2 separate regions of the Triticum aestivum genome follow, and region 2 is linked to region 1. The links are chromatin contacts, called in public Hi-C maps. All regions are on one chromosome and are shown on one strand. The core of a region is the stretch at or near the end of the contact, and the rest is flanking DNA. Distances in the headings are between cores, read along the strand shown.

Evidence for each region. A called contact is a pair of places that touch in the nucleus more often than the background predicts.
Region 2: a Hi-C map of leaf shows a contact between it and region 1, with 5 times the contacts expected there. The contact joins the promoter of LOC123071713 here to the promoter of LOC123071710 in region 1. A contact is called at or near these places in 2 of 5 Hi-C or Micro-C datasets (both in leaf).

Annotation. Positions count from the first base shown.
Region 1 is chr3B:684,337,319-684,343,595 of IWGSC CS RefSeq v2.1, forward strand. It overlaps LOC123071710 (beta-glucosidase 4), which reads right to left and starts at 2,932. Exons shown (of 14, transcript XM_044495299.1): 1 at 2,610-2,932; 2 at 1,352-1,418; 3 at 1,213-1,271; 4 at 976-1,051; 5 at 746-820; 6 at 584-671; 7 at 141-366; 8 at 1-58. The coding sequence starts at 2,690.
Region 2 is chr3B:684,606,571-684,612,847 of IWGSC CS RefSeq v2.1, forward strand. It overlaps LOC123071713 (ribonuclease 2), which reads left to right and starts at 3,192. Exons shown (of 9, transcript XM_044495301.1): 1 at 3,192-3,494; 2 at 3,673-3,701; 3 at 3,802-3,875; 4 at 4,009-4,110; 5 at 4,275-4,278; 6 at 4,418-4,509; 7 at 4,753-4,914; 8 at 5,387-5,483; 9 at 5,583-5,925. The coding sequence starts at 3,286. The coding sequence ends at 5,653.

The DNA of each region.
Region 1 (6,277 bases), core at 1,682-4,181:
ACTTTGGCTCCGCCCATTCACAATCAATAACAAATCCTACTTGACCACCTTGTTTAGCCTATAATATGTAAAATATCAGCAAGACAATGGTACTACGAACAAACTGACAATGATGATACTTCAATGGAAACTTAACAGGCCTTGAATTTTCTTCTGTAGACATCAACAGCAGCAGCATGAGCTAAGATCTGGTGATGGCCAGCCAAGAAAGGTTCAGCAGCTACACCTTTACATAATCCAGGAGCAAATATTCCAACCCCATAAGCATTAATGCATGTTTGAATAGGTTCATTGATTGTTATCCAATGCTTAACTCTATCTCCAAAATTTGCAAAGCAAGCTTCTGCATATAATGCGAAGTACTCTCTGAAATTTTTTGACAACCAATACGATCAGATATAGAAACACCAAGTTAAACGAGAACACTTTGCTGGGGGTCTTTCCCCCCTTCTCGGAAAAAAAGACAGAAGACTTTGAAATAAAGCAATGTTCTTAGGTAAACATGCCTTGTAGTATTTTGTGTTGGCACTTAACTATATTTACAAATTCAGAGTTTAAAATTAAGATGCCTGCATTAACTTACACAATCTTGTCAGAAAGCCAACCCCCCATAGTCTTCTGAAGATTATGCGGAAGATCCCAGTGATACAGAGTTGCATAAGGCTGAATACCTGGAAGTCAGGGCAGATGGGTGGTGAATAACTAGATGAATAGTAACTTTGACATTAGGTATATCATGTGGCACCTTTCTCAATCATGAAATCTATAAGGTTGTTATAGAAAGCAACTCCTTGCTCATTGATTTCTGTCCCTAAGCCATCTGCAGAAACAGTAAACTTATAAACTCAGATGAGGCATGGAATATAAATGATAATAATAAACAAAATGCACATATCGAGGGGGAAGCTGGAATTGTGGCGACACAATTTGGAGATGTATTAATATGTGAAGCATGATCCACCAATTGAAATGTACCAGGAAATATCCGTGACCAAGATATGGAAAATCTATAAGCACCAAAACCCAACTTGGCCATGAGCTCAATGTCTTCCTGTACCCAAAGAGTTCAAACAAGTAATTAGGGATCTAGGAAACAAGGTAAAATTGTACACACATATGCATCAAGGAGATAATCCATCTCAAGCAAGACAAAGAAACACTTTATTTTACAAGAATATAATAGTAATTCGATAGCTATGTCAATAATAACACCTTGTATCGATGGTAATGATCAACTGCAACTTCTCCAGAGGATCCGTCTAGGACACGTTCTGGAAAAGCATTTCAATGTCAACTATCAGTTAAATTAACATATTTCAACAAATTAAAATAGAATCCAGATGAGACAAACCTTTGTTATCTGTAAATACATCCCATATGCTATCGCCTTTGCCACCTTCATTTCTTGCCCCCTCAATCTGGATAGAGGGGAAAAGCCAAGAACATTACTTCACAGCTATGATACATCTAGTTTTAGACAAAAGGAAGGAGGATAGATTCATAGATCACAGAAAACCTCATTTTTGTTTCTTTTACTTGGAATCAAGGAGATAAAACTGGTGAAACCTACAATTTGTCATCCAAGGACCCACACAAAATTCTATGATGGCTCTCTCGTTCCTCCTCATGGTGGAGGACATTCATTTCTCAGCTTTCCTATATAGTACTTCTCTGTTCTCTTTTTTTTTTTTTTTGATTTGCTCTGTTTTTTTTTCTTCTCAAAATTTGCTCTGTTTTAGCTCTGTTTTTTTTTTGTTTCTTAAAATTTGCTCTGTTTTGTTATAATTTGCTTCGTCTTTTGGCTGGCTGTACTCTTAACGCATTTTTTGTCGTTTCTTCTAATATGAAATGATGCGTGTTTCGACACATGTCCGAGAGAAAACAAAAGCGGGGAACATATACGACAACATACGGATGGCAAATCCCCTATCCATTTCTCTACTTTATCAGTTCAGTTAAGGTTTCTCAGCCAATAGGGGAAAAGATCATTTCCTGTCAGCCTTCCCTTCCCATGTACATTTCTTCCTCTCCAATCTCCAACTAAACGCATACCGCCTCCGTTGGCAAATAGTGCTCTACTTCTGACTACTATGTCCATTCACAACCACTTGCCGATTTTCCACTCCTAAGATAAATTTCCCTGATATTAAGTCTGTCCATATGTATGTTGTAGTCAAACGATTACAATTTGTTGATTACTTTGCCACTTCCCTTTTTTTGATAGATAAATTTACTAGAGGAGAGGGTGTTTGGCTCGACCGCATAAAAATCAGATATAGGAACCCATTAATTTGCTTCATCTATTTTTGGTGAAAGCAGAGGGGTCGTTGCTCGGTCACCGTCCTACTTTGCTTTTTCAAAGATAAGTCGCCAATAGCATGAAGGCAGCGCAACCAAGCGAAAGTACACAGGCGTCGTTGGCGTGGGCTACCGGGCGAGGGCGACGCGCTGTCACACCACACAGCGGCGTGGGGGTGGAGCAGGGATCAGCAATCGGCGGCCGAGACGCGACCCGGTGACCCACCGGCCACCGCCACCATTCACCAACCTAAGGTAGTACCCGTAGCGGCTGCTAGCACCGGTAGAGTCGAGTGACAGTCTAGACGGACCTGGTAGGCGGAGGTGGCGACGCCGAAGACGAAGCCCTCGGGGAAGTCGGCGCGGGTGACCTCGCCCGCCGTGCTCCCCATTCCCGGCGACGGCGAAAGCGAGAGCGGCCGCGTGGTGCTAAGCGTGACTTGATCCCGATCCGGCGCGGCGCGACCGTGAGGCGCGTGGGTGGGCGAAGGTTTGGGAGGCGCTGCGAGCGAGACTGAGGGGGTCGCGTCGCGTAGATATAGGCGAGGGTGCGGCCGGGGCCGGCGAGTCCGCGGGAGAGCGGCCGCAGACTGCAGTCGCTCTCTGCCGGTTTGGATCTGGTTTACAACTCACCCAAACCCACCCAACCACACTCACGTGTCTTTTTTTCTAGACCCAAACATTCATACATACGCGCATACACTCATCCATAATTTCATATGGACGCACACACGCACACCTTATCCCTATGATCATTTTCGAGAGACTGAACCGACGCATCATCTTGAGATTTTACGAAGTCACCGTAGGCGTCTCGTTGTCGATGAGAACATCTTCTTTCACTGAAAGCGTATCGCGGAAACTTCAGAAATAAATCCAGAAATAATGTGAGTATCAAAACATGAACTCTGATGGGCTGGGATACCATTGTCCCTCTAATCATTCAATCAGAGGTTGGTTCGCACCACTCTCATGGGTCGAGTCAATCTTTTTCTTGTTTTCTTCTTCGTTGGGCCGTTAGCATAAATAAATCTTCTTTAGGATCCGACACAAATATTATCTTACTCTTGTGACCAAAAGTTTTTTAGGAAGCTACTGGAGATGCTCCAAGGAAACAGATATATCCTTTTGCTTTTGTTTTCGTTGCACCGATTAAAGCATTTATTTCTTCTTTTAGTTAGTGAAAACTATATATATAGCATATAAAGGGAGATGCTCTTGTGTGCACTCGTCTCCTCTGAAGCTCGGTAGAAAGCAGCACACCTGATTTGCAGCCTGCGTAGGACCGACCATTTCGAAATTCGAACAGCACTTGAATCAAATCAAATATAAAAAAACATGCAGAGGACAATCTGCCGCCGTCCGTCCGTTTGTCTGGCTCTGGCCGCATCCCGATAGAAGATGCGAGTGGCCGGCAGAGCTTCAGTTGCTGAAACCCTAAACAATACCAGTAGTCTAGTTTATCTTCCCAAGCGCATGGAGAGTGCAAATATACTATGATAAGGCTCGGATCAGATCCTGATTGTCACCATGGACGGCCACTGTTTCTTTCTGTCTTTTTTTCGTTTTGAAATTGGCCACTGTTTACTTATGTGCTAAATTATAGCTCAGGTTTAACTGCTCCCTCAGTCCGAATATATAGGGCTATAAATAAATATTACTACTCCCTCCATCCGGACTTACTTATTGCAGATACATCCGTTTTTATCTATTTCTGTGACAAGTAATTCGGGACAGAGGGAATATATCACCAGGAACTCCTTTCAAGTATGACACACCAAATATACTTTTTCGTGAGACACATCTCGTGTGTTATTGATTTTATGCGCGCTCAAAGCAATCTCAAAATATGTATTAGGCCCTGTATATCGGGATGGAGGGAGTAGCTGGAAACGACGACCGAGGCCAAGTATGTGCACAGCCTAACTGCACTGGTTCGCTCGTGACGCACACCGATAGGATAACATCATCGCGCCATAAGATATGGCACGTGGCTCTGCATCCCTGCTTGGTGCTTGCCAAGTGTGATCGCGTTCACCATCAAGCATCACTTGACAGCGCAACCAACGCATTCCAGCCAGGCTATCATCAGTGCACAAAGAAGAAGAATGGGCGACTGCTGGCAGCTGACCACGACACAACAGCAATATCACAACCCCGACGGAATGGAGCAGGCAACTGAATCAAGGGACTAAATATATTTTTTTTGAGGGTATCAAGGGACTAATTAAGTATTGCTATTTTGGTTTGAGATGGAAGCAGCTGCTGCCTCTGCCTTCAGCCAGCACTTTTAGTTTTTCTCATTAGCCATCTCTGTCACGCACAACAGCACTGGCAAGACATATAACACTTGTTGCAGTATCTCTCTTTTCTCTCGAAAAGAATTCTAACTAGTGATCTAAACGACCTTACATTTCTTACAGAGGGAGTATTTGTGTTTTTTTTAACAAAGGGAGTGTTTGGCTGATATTTCAAGAACCACTTACCGCTAGCTGCTGGGAATTCAGCTTGCTCTATGTGCAGAAAAAAAAAGTCTGCAATGATCGCAGTAACCTAAGCCAATGCGGTGACTACACAGAAAACCGGCAGGCACCGTTCTGTGTTTTCAGCAGAATCGCAGATATATAAAATTGAAACCAAATGAAAAGCTGAATCGTCAGGCACAAAACTCATCGAATAGACCATATTTTCTAGTCTTGCAATCAAATTATGCTCCGAATAGTGCGTAAAAGACCAACAGATTACTGCACAGGAGTGTTATCTGTGAATACATACACATTGGTAATATATCATCGAGTGCATTCCCACAAAATTACTCCATTATATGGCAGGCTAATTGGCAATACACATCCTTAAAAATCATATCAATGAAAGTGTATCTTCCCTGAATCAGTTACCAATGCGAGCAAACCTATGAATTGCATATTAACAATATGGCGTTGTCATTCCGATCCTTTACACGGTAACAGCATATAGGCATGTTCTTGTACATCATGCACCAAAGCATAGGACGAATCGTATAAGGATGATATATATAGCCTAATACGTAAGAATTTCAAAATCACGTTGACCATCAATATGAACAAAATATCATGTGAGATGTATGCTACAAAATTTATATCGCTAGGAACTCCTTTCAAATATGGATACGGCAATATAGCTTCCATGGCATACATCTCACATAATATTATCGATCTAAATCATGTTCAAAGTAAATCTCAAAATATGTGCATTAGACCCTGTATATCAGCACGAAATGGAATGAATAGCTTAGCTTGGAAACGAAACGAGAGCACAAAGTATATATGTGCCCAGCCGAACCTAGATTCGCTTCTGATACACGGTGATCTGAACACAGCAGCAATATCTTTAACCCAGCGGAGCAGACAACTAAATCAAAGCGACTATTTTGCCACACAGCAGCCACGTGCACAACTCAGAATCAAAATCTTGACGCAATCACGAAGCTCTATTGCTATTGCTATATTCACAGGTCTAGCATACGAGCAACTGCACACACAAACTTTCAGAAACTGCCTTGTTTCCAGCTGCAAAGCATCTACCACTCCTGATTAGGCCTGAGCCAGACGATTATTCAAAATTTGATTCAGCTGGGAATTAAGCTTGCTCTATGTGCAAAAAACGTGCGCAATGATCGCAGTAACCTAAGCTAATGCGGCGATTGCACAAAACTGGGCAGGCACTGTTGTGTGTTTTCAAAGGGTCGCAGATATAAAATCAAAACCAAATGAAAGGCTGAATAGTCAGACACTAAACTCGTCAAATCATGCTCCGAATAGTGCACAAAAGACCCTGCAGATTGTGCAGGAGAGTGTTATCGCTGAATGCACATTAGTAATATACCATCAAGTGCATTCCCAGAAAATTACTCCAGCATATAGCAGCAGACTAATTGGCAATACATGTCCCTAAAAATCATATCAATGGAAGTGTCTTCGCGGAGTCAGTTACTAGTGCC
Region 2 (6,277 bases), core at 1,942-4,441, 270 kb after region 1:
TCTACACAATAGACCTAGCTCATGATGCCACTGTTGGGGAACGTAGCAGAAATTCAAAATTTTCCTACGTGTCACCAAGATCTATCTATGGAGAAACCAGCAACGAGGGGAAGGAGAGTGCATCTACATACCCTTGTAGATCGCTAAGCGGAAGCGTTCAAGAGAACGGGGTTGAAGGAGTCGTACTCGTCGTGATCCAAATCACCGGAGATCCTAGTGCCGAACGGACGACACCTCCGCGTTCAACACACGTACAGCCCGGTGATTTCTCCCATGCCTTGATCCAGCAAGGAGAGAGGGAGAGGTTGAGGAAGACTCCATCCAGCAGCAGCACAACGGCGTGGTGGTGATGGAGGAGCGTGGCAATCCTGCAGGGCTTCGCCAAGCACCGCGGGAGAGGAGAAGGGAGAGAGGTAGGGCTGCGCCAGGGAGAGGTCAAAACTCATGTGTTGGCAGCCTTCAAGACCTCAGCTATATATAGGGGAGAGGGAGGGGGTGCGCCCCCTCTAGGGTTTCCACCCCAAGGGGTGCGGCAGCCCCAATCCCATCTAAGGGTGGCGACCAAGGGGGGGAAGAGGGGAAACTTGCCCCCCAAGTTAGGTGGAAGCACCCCCTCCCCAAACCCTAGGCGCCTTGGGCCCTTGTGGGGGGAGGGGGCACACCTAGCCCACCTGGGGCTGGTCCCCTCCCACACTTGGCCCATGCAGCCCTCCGGGGATGGTGGCCCCACTTGGTGGACCCCCGGGACCCTCCCGGTGGTCCCGGTACGTTACCGATAAAACCCGAAACTTTTCCGGTGACCAAAACAGGACTTCCCATATATAAATCTTTACCTCCGGACCATTCCGGAACTCCTCGTGATGTCCGGGATCTCATCCGGGACTCCGAACAACATTCGGTAACCACATACAAACTTCCTTTATAACCCTAGCGTCATCGAACCTTAAGTGTGTAGACCCTACGGGTTCGGGAACCATGCAGACATGACCGAGACGTTCTCCGGTCAATAACCAACAGCGGGATCTGGATACCCATGTTGGCTCCCACATGTTCCACGATGATCTCATCGGATGAACCACGATGTCAAGGACTCAATCAATCCCGTATACAATTCCCTTTGTCTAGCGGTATTGTACTTGCCCGAGATTCGATCGTCGGTATACCGATACCTTGTTCAATCTCGTTACCGGCAAGTCTCTTTACTCGTTCCGTAACACATCATCCCGTGATCAACCCTTTGATCACCTTGTGCACATTATGATGATGTCCTACCGAGTGGGCCCAGAGATACCTCTCCGTCAAACGGAGTGACAAATCCCAGTCTCGATTCGTGCCAACCCAACAGACACTTTCGGAGATACCTGTAGTGCACCTTTATAGTCACCCAGTTACGTTGTGACGTTTGGTACACCCAAAGCATTCCTACGGTATCCGGGAGTTGCACAATCTCATGGTCTAAGGAAAAGATACTTGACATTAGAAAAGCTTTAGCATACAAACTACATGATCTTTGTGCTAGGCTTAGGATTGGGTTTTGTCCATCACATCATTCTGCTAATGATGTGATCCCGTTATCAACAACATCCAATGTCCATGGTCAGGAAACTGTAACCATCTATTGATCAACGAGCTAGTCAACTAGAGGCTTACTAGGGACATGGTGTTGTCTATGTACCCACACATGTATCTGAGTTTCCTATCAATACAATTATAGCATGGATAATAAATGATTATCATGAACAAGGAAATATAATAATAACTAATTTATTATTGCCTCTAGGGCATATTTCCAACACGTTATACTGCCATGATTGATGATGAATAGATTGGAAGTTTTCTCGCTAAAAAATGAAAGAGAAAGGCGTGAGGACTTTTTATTTATTTTGTTGCGAAAATAAAGAGAATGACATGAGGATTAATTCTGGGTTGCAAAAGGTTGAAGTTCATGATCTCAGGGGTTTACCCTGTTGATAGAACAAAGCTGCAAAATATTTGTGTGGGTATGTACGTGATGGCGAAATATGATGTGTGACGTTTCACATCGGTTTAAGGGTTTAACACGAAGATTGCCACCCTAGGGTGACAATCCTTACGGACACATGCACACATATTTTTCGGTTCTAATTGATAAGGTCATATTGGCTCCAATAGAGGAGAAGCGGCAATGGTGTGTCAATGGCTCGTTCTGACGAAGATAGCGGTCATTTGTTGATCGAGGGACCACGATACATTTCTATTATGTTTGAAATGCTTTGCAGTTTTAATATTTTTTATAATAAATCTGAATCATTCTTTTAAAAATAAACAAATCTTAAAGTGTCACTTGTTTTTATGCCCGCGTGCTTTTTCCCTCGTCCTCTTCCTACTTGGGTCGAGCCGCCCTCCAACTCATACCTAATCGTCGCCCCCCTCCCCCACCCACCAGTTGACTAGCGGGTGCTGCCGTGCACCACATCGCTGCCTGACCATCCTTCTTTTATCCCCCCCCCATTCTCTTCTTCTTCGACGCCTGCATCCCACCACACACACTGAACCGTCAAGTCCCGAGCTTTCTCCCGCAAGCGATTCCACGGGTAGCTGCGACATTTCCTCCTCACCGGTCGAGGACACCGCAACCATTTGTGTCGTCCCGGCTCCGTCTCGTAGCTTTGGGCCTCATTTTTGTCTTCAACAAAATCGACTTGCACCGATTCTTTTTCACGTGACTTTAGTTATCAAACATGTTTATTTTTTTATTTAGAAAGGGCCCATTTTTTTATACGAAGGAGCATGTGTGGGAATCGATTTAAATAAACAGAATAACATGCACTTCGCACTTTCTCAAAGCACATTTCAAAATATATCTGTTTTTGCATGGGAATTTCAAAATATATCCACTAGACCGAGCCTATCAATTCCGTAGCTTAAAATGCTTCCCTCCGTAAAAAAATATAAAAGCCGTTTAGATCATTAAAGTAGTGACACTTTTATATTTCTTTGTAGAGGGAGTCGATGGTTTGTTTCGGATTTTTGAACGGCAGAGCTACCGGTAGAAAACTGGTTTTATTTGAATTAGTAGAAAGCAAAACAGAAAATAGACGGAGAGGTACTCCTACCTGCTAGGACGGAGCGGGCCCCACTTGCCAGCGACACGAGGTCATCCCTAACCGCACTATTATTAAAGCACCCCATTGCGTCTTGATTGTACTCTGTGTACTACACTCAATTCTGAAACTACGACCCACCCAGCAGCCAGAGGGAGGGAAGGAAAGGGGGAGAAGGAGACACCGCGGCGGGCGGCGTGCAATGGCGACGGCGACGGCGACGTGCCTGCTGGCGGTCTGGGCGCTGGTCGCCGCCGGCCTGTTCGGCACGGGCCTCGCCCGGGCGTCCGTGGCCCCGGCCGCCGTCGGGAAGGAGCAGCGCGAGTTCGACTACTTCGCGCTGGCGCTGCAGTGGCCGGGCACCATCTGCTCCTCCACCCGCCACTGCTGCGCCGTCAACGGCTGCTGCCGGTAGGCGCTCCGCCTCCTCTTTTCCTCTATCCCCACCGCCGCCTCATCCGCGCGCGCGGGGCTCTCGTTCGGGTCGGGTCGGGTGGGGTTTCTGGCGCTCCGGAGATTCGATTCGATTCACCCTCCTGCCCTGCGCTCATGTGCTCACGCCGTTTGTTCTCCGTGTTCCTCGTTGCAGGTCGGAGGCGCTCCACACCTTCACGATCCGTAAGTGCACGGCGACCGTCATTCTTAATTTTGTGCTTTCTCGGTTCTTGGTCGATGTAGAATTCTCACTGGTGTGGTTGGATTTCCGCTGATGGAGCAGACGGGCTGTGGCCGGACTACGATGACGGGACCTGGCCGTCGTGCTGCCGCCACACCAGCTTCGACATGGACAAGGTGCCAGCCGCAGAGACCTTACTGATACGTGGCCGCTCTAGCTTCATTAGTCCTGCCCAAGTTCGATTCCATTCGTTTTGTGCTGACCTCGTTGATGCATGGCTCTGCCGTGTCTTCGTTGATTTTGGTGTAGATAACGCCTCTGAAGCCCACTCTGGACAAGTACTGGCCGTCCCTCTACTGTTCGACCTCTTCCACTTGCTTCAGTGGCAGGGGCCCCTTCTGGGCTCATGAGGTATAGTGTCAGAACTGTTGGATTGAACTCTCAGAATACTCCTCGATTGGTATCATCGATTGGAATTGTCACTAACCTTTTGTGTTGTTCCCTTACCTGTTGTTTTGCATAATGGCATTGGCATGTGCTGCTCGATCGGTCATTCATGGATTGCTGTCGTTTAGTGGGGTAATTTTCTTCAATCCGCTTGACCTAATGAATTGGATTGTTGTTATAAAAGAGGGTTGCTAATTTAGTAATCCATATGAGCACAAACATTGTTTCATTTCCATTGCTAAGTCTTCATCGTTTGTTTAATTTTTCACAGAGAAGCATGGAACATGCTCGTCCCCTGTTGTTCATGAAGAATTACAGTACTTCACCACCGCCATTGATCTCTACCTCAAATATAATGTTACAGTAAGCATCTGGCCATTGACTAATTAGGTGTAGCGCATTATTCTTTTTTCTTGCAGGAATTTTTGGTTTCTTTTGTTGGCTTTAAGCACCTGAACGTTTGTTATTCAAATTACCTTCGTTTCCAGATGAAGAAAACAAACTTAAAACGACTCGAATTGTAGTGCATACGAATTTGACTCCTGCTAAACTGTATCATAGAAATTTGTCTCTTTTACACTGTTATAATTTGGATTGGAATTGCAGGAAATGCTGGCGACTGGAGATATCCTGGTCTCCAACGGTAAAGAATATGCACTGAGTGATGTCATTGATACCATCAAGCATGCTTTTGGGGGCTCACCGCAGATCATATGCAAGAAGGGCTCAGTTGAAGAACTAAGATTATGCTTCACCAAGGATTTGAAGGTGAGTCATCTTTTGTCCTTGGACAGGTCTTCTCGGTTTCCATTTTTATTTACGTGAAGAGAACTTCAGTGCAAGGAATAATGTTGCCACAACAGTTCTGAGTGATGTCCAGCATACGATCAACTATCTCTCTAAATCCTGATAACAAAATAGGTGAATCGGATTTTTATTTGAATGGAATGGCATAACTGTGTCTGTCTGGGAAATTTTGGTCTGTAGTCTGTACTGTCCAGCTTACTTTCATTCATATTTTTTATTAGAACTCGAGGCTGCTTTCTCCTATTGTGTCATAAACAGGCGTTGGTTAGGTTCCTCTGTTGGTTAATTTTCAATAACCTATTTGACTAGGTCCCCAAAGTTGGATTACCTGCAAGTATTTTTGGTCAAAATGCATATCTCTTCATTATTCCCACGTTCTCCACTTCAGTCATTGTTATTGTACAACAATATACTCACCTTGATTTTATTCCAGCCTCGCGATTGCCTTACTACTTCGGCAATGTACAAGAACCTATCGAAATCAAAGCATTGCCCTCGAAAAATCTCCCTGCCAACATATGATCCCATCGGTAAGTCTTAATCCCTTATACAGAAGCTTTTAAGTTTACTTGGTATGTGTTGTTCAACCCCTGGTGCCCATGCTAATCTTGATCTCTGAATATCTGCAGTACTCACAAATTCGACACTGGAGATTGTCCCAGAAGCCAGCGACAACGGGTTGTACTTCTTTACATCCTAAGATACGGAGTATTGCTAGGCTATGAGGAAACAGATGCCTTCACGGTTCTGACTGCTTGCAAGACCTGTAGCCACAGGTGCTGGGCACTGAGATCCTGCTAAAACGGGTCTTTGGTTTGTCCATACTATTTGTAAAGGACAGCATTCCACATTAGAACAACTTGGTTCGATTATGTTCTGGATATTTGTAAAACTGCTGGATATCAAACTCAGATTACTCATTGTATGAATAATGGATGTTAAATGTACATATTAGTTCATTGGATTGCTGAAGGATGTGGCCTGTCTAAACGTTTCTAATAGTTATGAACGGTTCATGTCACATGCAGTTTGTTCCGGCCGCAGAGTTTAGACGTACTAGCAGTTGATTGATCGCCACCGAGACATTCTTGAATGAAAAATTGAGTTCAGGTGCCAAATAGTAATATCTCGTCATCGCATTCACTGCTACTCCCTCCGTCCGGAAATACTCCCTCCGTTCCTAAATACTTGTCTTTTTAGGCATTTCAACAAGTGACTACATACGGAGCAAAATGAGTGAATCTACACTTTAAAATATGTCTACATACATCCGTATGTAGTAGTCATCGGAAATGTCTAGAAAGACAAATATTTAGGAACGGAG